Linked DNA regions of Mus musculus: region 1 is linked to region 2. Evidence: chromatin contacts called from public HiChIP or PLAC-seq data. All regions are on one chromosome and are shown on one strand. The core of a region is the stretch at or near the end of the contact, and the rest is flanking DNA. Distances in the headings are between cores, read along the strand shown.

What was found. HiChIP or PLAC-seq counts read pairs in DNA pulled down with a chosen protein or histone mark.
Region 1: a CTCF HiChIP or PLAC-seq map of the NIH/3T3 cell line shows a contact between it and region 2, with 7 read pairs. The contact joins two enhancer-like sites. A contact is called at or near these places in 1 of 39 promoter capture datasets (hippocampal neurons), 1 of 15 datasets of contacts at CTCF or cohesin (the NIH/3T3 cell line) and 2 of 115 datasets of contacts at active chromatin or transcription factors (embryonic stem cells and pancreatic cancer cells).

What each region holds. Positions count from the first base shown.
Region 1 is chr16:16,223,541-16,227,114 of GRCm38.p6, forward strand. Pkp2 (plakophilin 2) reads left to right here. Exons shown (of 13, transcript NM_026163.2): 2 at 1,761-1,873; 3 at 2,180-2,751. Among named protein-coding and RNA genes, the nearest start is that of Pkp2, 12 kb to the left of the region's middle. Within about 2 kb of position 1,266, at least 176 of the 459 cell types and tissues checked have an H3K27ac peak or open chromatin away from gene starts, as enhancers often do. A contact at or near this core is called in the NIH/3T3 cell line, embryonic stem cells and pancreatic cancer cells, where this site is marked.
Region 2 is chr16:15,957,392-15,961,030 of GRCm38.p6, forward strand. The region is part of intron 10 of Spidr (scaffolding protein involved in DNA repair); the gene reads right to left. Among named protein-coding and RNA genes, the nearest start is that of Cebpd, 72 kb to the left of the region's middle. Within about 2 kb of position 1,365, at least 100 of the 459 cell types and tissues checked have an H3K27ac peak or open chromatin away from gene starts, as enhancers often do. A contact at or near this core is called in the NIH/3T3 cell line, embryonic stem cells and pancreatic cancer cells, where this site is marked.

The DNA.
Region 1 (3,574 bases), core at 16-2,515, 270 kb after region 2:
CCTGAGAATTAAGGTTAAGAAAGAAAGCAAGGTGCTCACATGGAAGTAACACCTTAGAGCGCAGAGATGGGAAGTGAGATACACCTAAGTGTGGGTACAGGCCCTTCAAGGGAAAGTCGTGGTGGTTTTATAGCATTAGCCACCTGTGCCATCCTAGTGGCTCTCTGAAGGCATAATCTCACAAAGTTGCAGAGGGACCCCCCCCCCCCATAACTAAATGATATAAGTGGCTCTGGAGATTCTTTTGACAGAATTACGATCTGATAATGTAAAGCCGGAAGCCAGCAGGGCTGCACATGGCGTTTAATACATGGACGTGGTGTCTGTCTCCCACCAATGGAGTTTCTGCTGAGATTTCCAGGGAACTGTAAGATGATAGCTGAGAAGAGAGAGTCTTTCATTGAACTGCTAGTTGTACTGGTTTCTTCCTTCCTCAGTGGCAAGAGGCTTTAATGAATTCCCGAGTCAGAAACCCCTCTCCCTTTCCAGGCCTCATGAATTCTAGAATCAGGACTTTCTGGCTAACCATGCTTTCAGTGCCTTCAATACGACAGGTACAAGCCTGTGTGTGGGTGCCTCTCTAAGACAACCAGACAAAAAGGCTTGATTGGCATCAGGAAATAGGGACACATGTGCAAGCATAATCCAAATGGATTCAAACTGTTTAGCTTTCTGGTAACAACAGTCTTCATTCTCCCTCCAAGTAATTTGTGAATAATTATTACTCTCTTGAAATGTAAACATTTAGACACTTTGTTAGAAAGAGTTCCATCATAGTGAGGGGACTGTGTTCTGCTGTTCTCAGCAGCTCTATTGAGGCTCTTAGGATTGTTGAGTGTCTTTCTTCCTCACATGTGTAAGAGAAACACTGCCGGACAAAAATAAGAAAATAGAAAAAGACATTATCTAGGCTTTAGAAGTCTTTTTTCCATTTAAGAGATTAGAAATCAGATGCGGGGAGAAGGCTAAAGAGACAGGAGAGGGCCAGCCCTGCCTTCCAGCCCACATTCCTCAGAGATGAGTAATCAAGTGGATGAGAGCATGCTTCACTGAGCAAGGCCTGGCTTTCCCCTGAAGTGTTTGTGAAATAGTCAGCTGGGTCCTGACTTCACAGGCACAGTCATCATAGAAGAGCCGTTAATTTCTTAGCTACAAACTCACAATGCCAACACCGTAGCCTTGCTTTAGATTGCTCGGTGTCTGTGACTACACTGGCCCCACCCTCTGGTTTACACAAGCTCCCTTATCTAGTAGCGTTTGAATGTTTTCATTCCCTTGGACTTCTGAACAGCAAAAAATTCCAGAGCTCCTACCCTGGGAACACAACCTACCTCTGACCTGAATCAGAACTTCCTGGGACTGAACCAAGCCAGTGAGCCCCAGCACTGGTCAGCTCAGCGGCAGCATTGGGCTTTCCTAAAGGCTTCTCGCCATTGCTGGTTTTGTACTTTCCATTGTTTTCTTGTTTTGTTTGGTTTGGGGTTTTGTTTTCTTTTTGGTTTGGTTGGTTTTTGTAACTCGCTTGATTTCATTCAGGCTACCTGCAACTCAGAAAGAGAGATTACTGGCATACACTACTGGCACTTGGAAACACCCAGTAAATGTTTTGATAACCTCTGATCATTTGTCTTTTCTAAATGACAGCTTTCAACCAGCATTTCCAAACACTTAGATATAAACTTCAGTGTTTGTCATGCATCTGATCAGTGTAGATTGGCACGTTTGTATTCTAAATTACTTTAATGTTTTCTTAATTTCAGGGAACCTTCACCGAACCAGCAGTGTCCCTGAGTATGTCTACAAGCTACACGTGGTTGAGAATGACTTTGTTGGACGGCAGTCACCTGTCACTAGGGACTATGACATGCTTAAGGTGGGACATCAGAGAACATAATCCGTGACCAGATTATCAGGAAAACAATTTCAGACTTTTCGAGAAGGGAGTAATCTGTCTCAAGTGGTCTCCTTTCCCAGTTTTTAAGAATATTTGTGTAAACAATATGGAAAACTGGGACTTTAAAAGTTTGAACAATATTAAATTCTAATACAAATAACTATGACTCAGGGTAACACAAGGGTACTGACTTCCATTTTATTCAAAGAAATGGACATGTTAGATTGTAATCCCAAAGTCGGTCAGGTCAATATGCTTCATTTAAATTTCATTTCTCTCATACAGGCTGGAATGACTGCCACTTATGGAAGTCGCTGGGGGAGAGCAGCAGCACAGTACAGTTCCCAGAAGTCAGTGGAGGAGAGATCCTGGAGGCAGCCTCTGAGGAGACTTGAGATTTCCCCAGATAGCAGCCCGGAGAGAGCCCACTATGGGCACAGCGAATACCAGTATGCCTGGCGGAGCCACGTGGTGCCTGGTGGGCGCCTCACCCTGCCACGCTATGCTCGCTCAGAGATCCTGGGCCTACGCCAGGCTGGCACAGCCCGCAGGCCACCTGGGTGCGGGTCATTCAGCGATGCTGTCTTCGACAATGGCCCACTCAAGCCCACAATGCCCACCCACCCTCCTGGCACCAGCCACAGTGCGGGCAGCTTGTTGGAAGAGACCACTGTGCGCGTGAGCCAGGCTCGGCTTCAAAGCACGCAGAGCAGAACCGCCCGCTCCTCCTGGCCCAGGAGCTCAGTCCGCAGTAGCCTGCGGGAGCCAGGAAGAATGCTGACCACCGCAGGCCAGGCTGCCGTGGGCAGCGGGGATGCACATGGGGACAGGAGTGTCTTCGCTGACGCCCAGCTGGGGTGAGCCTCCAAACCTGCCTTACAGTTTTATACTGTGTATGCATTAACTTAACTTTTGCCCCAGTCTTCTAGCTTTTTGCTAATGTCTGACTCATCCTTGTATTCTCAGTACCATAGGAAGGAGGCAGGTTCACAAAAGACGCTATAAAAATGTATCCTGAAAGAGGAATGTAGGAGTGAAAGACCAAGATGAAATAATGACTTTTTGCTATCTGGATCCTTTTGTTACTTAAATTCTACAATCACTAGCCATACTTGTGTCAGAATATTATTTTAATGGACAGTGTAATTGTAATAGAATATTTAATCATGTTTCAAAGACTAATCTCTTCTGGAGATTCACAAATCCTAGAGACTAGGAGTTAACTCTTATTTCTGAAGGGAAAGTTTTGCTTCCTCTGGGAAAGAGAGGCAAATAGGCATCACTTTACAGAGGAAACAAACAATAGCAGTGGCCTTCCCAGTGGAGTCCTGCACAACTCGGAGCCTTGGCTGCTGCCACACACCTGTACACTGCATCCTTTGTCCTTATCCTGCTGTTTCACACTTCCCTGTGGCCAGACCCCATTTCCAGACTCTACCTTTTTATGCCCTCTGAGTATATCTTCATATGTGTGGGTCTTTCCTATGGAATATCTAAACACAACTGTCAACTTAGACTGTGATGCAAAGTACTAAGCCATGGGTTTAGTTTCCCAGAACATTGGAATGTATCAGTCAGTCAGTGACTGATGCAGTTGGAAACTGTCTTGAGGGTAGAGGAGACACTTAGCACTTGTCCAAAGCAGACTAATGAGAAAGTTTTTTAAAAAATTACCAAGTG
Region 2 (3,639 bases), core at 115-2,614:
CTTTCAGATTTTTATCTTGGTTCAAAACTGAGTTGAGACAATTAATATATGAATTAATTAATATATTATATTTACTAACATATGCTTATTACATATTAATATATAATGTACCACTGCAATTTTATTTTTTGAAGGTAGTTAAAAACAAAACAAAGCCCATACTTACACCTTCCATCACTGTTTTGATGTACAATGTGTGAGGTTAGAGCTGAACCTACAACAGAGGTTGAAAATTCCCTGTCCTTATTGGCAGCGCAAAGAAAAATCTAGACATCAAGACATCTCCCTACCTAAGCAGATCAGAAGCTGTGGACCAAATGCTCACTTCACGATTTTTGTAGGTGAACATCTACTGGCCCACAGCACTATCATCTATTTATGTATTCTCTGCCTGCTTTAGATGGTTGTTGGGAATAGAGAAACTGGCATGGCCTGCCAATGTGTTTGCCCATGTTATATTTGAAAAAAAAAAATCAAGATCTTGAGTAGTTTAGCCAGTTCATCTTTACCTCATTAACTATGAACTTCTTCTGTGGGATGGTGATAGTAATTGCAGGGGACTCACTTTACCCTAACATATGAATTACTAAATCATTTATACTGTTCATGAATGGGAAGAAAATGTCAGAAAAGTGAAAATGTCCTTAAACAGCTGAACTGGCTGATTCTCTTTACACATAGAAAGAATGCCAGTCCTTCTATTTTCACAAATTACTCATTAAGCATTTTTCAAAGGCCTAAGCTCTCTTTGTGAATAATGAGACTGATTCACAGAGCAGGCTATTTAAGAAAATTGACTAAAATCTCTAAGCAAGTCTCTCTCTCTCTCTCTCTCTCTCTCTCTCACACACACACACACACACACCCCTAATAAACCTTATTTAAGAGGTTTTTCACTTTGTTAGAAAGAAAAATACATTCTAATGAAAGGTATTAATTTATCCTAAATTAATGATTCATATAAAAAGTTAACATTTGCCTTCAGGCAGTTTACCCAGTAATATGAATGATTCTGTTTAACTTAACTAGAAATAGTTGGTTAAATTATTCTCTATCCCCCAAATATTATACCTAGTTGTGTTTGAAACAATAATGACTTTCTCCATCTAATTTAAAACATCGAAAAGAAAAAAAAAATCCTTGGTAGCTAGGATTTGGCTGGCTTGAATGCACCATCCAAGGATGACTAGTTTAATAGGAAGTGATCTATATTTTGGAGTCTTTTGTTTGTTTTTGCAGTATGGAGTGGGACTGCATCCAGGGAGCATTAACACGGACATTCTCAATCACATCACATGACTGCACAAGTAGCTTTATGTAAACAGCATGAGTGGCTTCATGAGTAATAAAACCTGTTTCCGTCAGAAGCCCTTTGTCATGCGTAAGAGACCTGCACACTAACAGGCAGGCCTGGCTTCTATTAACCAGCTACAGCTGGTTCATTGTTCTAAAAAGAACTAATGAAAACACAAATGCTAACTTCTCAACTTCTTCCACGTCAAGGCTGTACTAAGACAGGCCCTTCCAAAGGCTCTCAGTGAATGATCTGGCTGGATCTGGTTCCCTTAAGTTGTTTACTGAACAGTATGTGCAAGGAATGTGCCAAGGACCAGTGGTCGGGCAGAGTTTAACATAGTCTGCTAATATGAGTACCTTTTTTTTTTTCCTGGAAGATCTTGTTCTGCAACAAACAAGAGACAGAACAATTTCTAAAGCAAGGGGAGAAGACCCTCAGTAATTTGTCCCCCCGCCCTTCCCCTCACCTCTCTTCTTTCTTTGGAGAAAGTCTCATGTATCCTGGGCTGGCTGTACAGCAGAGGATGATCTTGAACGACTGTTCTTTCAGTCTCTGCCTTCTGAATGTTGAGGTTATAGACATGTACCCCAACGCTCATTCTTCCTTATATGTGTATGTTTGTGTACACACAAACACATATGAAATGCACGTGTATATAGGTAAGCAGTTACTCTCCATTCTCATTCTACAGGACTCGCCTTGTATTTTAAGATGGAGTCTATAGCTGGGGCATGGGGCTTTGCTAGCAGGCTAGACTGGCTGACTATGGAACCTCGGGGTTCTTTTTGTCTCCATCTCCCCCCAGTGTTGATAAGACAGGAGCACCTCATCATGCTAGTTTTGAGTGGGTGCTGGGGAATAATCTCAGGTTCTAATGCTTGTACACTTTACCAGCTGAGCTAGCTCCCTAGCTCCCAGGTTCTCTAATTTAAAAAAATAATCAAGTAAGTGTATGGGTAGTTTGCCTGAATCTATGTCTGATCATCATGTGTATGCACATGGTGCCCATATAGGCCAAATGAGGGCGTCAGCTACCATGGAACTGGAGTTATAGACCATTGTGAGAAGCCATGGTAATGGAAATTGAAACTGGGTCCCTTGGAAAAGCAGCAAATACTCTTGTTTTTTTGTTTGTTTGTTTGTTTGTTTGTTTTTTCCGAGACAGGGTTTCTCTGTATAGCCCTGGCTGTCCTGGAACTCACTTTGTAAACCAGGCTGGCCTCGAACTCAGAAATCTGCCTGCCTCTGCCTCCCGAGTGCTGGGATTAAACGCGTGCACTACCACACCCGGCCAGCAAATACTCTTAACCTCTGTGTCATCTCTGCAGCACAGTTAGATTTTTTTGACACAGAGCACAGGCAGCACAGGTTGACCTCAAAATTTTGATCATCCTGCTTCAGCTGCCAGGGTACAGGAGTACACACATGTGTCATAACATGGGAAAGTCATTTCTTGAGCTTACCTACAGAATCATTAAGTCTGAGCTTTCGCAATGCCATAGCTCATATTTTAAATTCTTTTTATGTTTTTTTGTTGCTTTGAGATCGGCACTAGCTATGTAGCCCAGGCTGGCCTTGACCCGTTGATGTTCTCAAGAACTAGGATTGAGAAGTATGCCACCATACCTGACTCTAAATTCTTAAGGAAAACAATTTCTTGTTGACTTATCTTCTAACTTTTTTCTATTTTATCTTATACTAAATACATCTATTGAACAAGGTCAAGATTAAAATGAAGAGAGTATATGAATTATTCCATATCAAAGAGTTAATCTTACCTTTTAATATGTTTGAAATATCAACTTAAAATCTAGGGAGGTGCACTGGCATTTTGAATAGCTGGTGTTATTCAGTGAGCTGCACAAGGTTTTTTCCTCTGTACCCATTGAGGGGATCATGCTTAATGCCTGAGCCATTAACTTGCAGGGCAGACACTGACTTGTTGAGTCATCCCTCCACCCAGGACTCATACCCTAACTTCCATCCTCTGGTTTAATCTTCTACCATGGGGTCTTCTTTTCCGATTTATACCCATCTAGGGCACTGAGAGGCCATAATACTGATGGAGAGACACAGTTAGTGGTTAGAAGTAAGTAGCCTTTGCCTTATTCTGGTTTATTCTTTAACTAGTCATCTGAAGGCCTATGTGGTCATTTCAATAATAATGCCTCTCATAGGCCCATAGGGAATGGCACTATTAGGAGGTGGAGCCTTGTTGGAGAAAGTGTGTCTCAGTTCACTTCCTGCAGAACTCTCAGCTCCTTCTCCAGCATCATGTCTTCCTGCATGTTACCATGCTTCTTGCCATGACTATAATGGATTAACCTCTGAACTATAAGCCA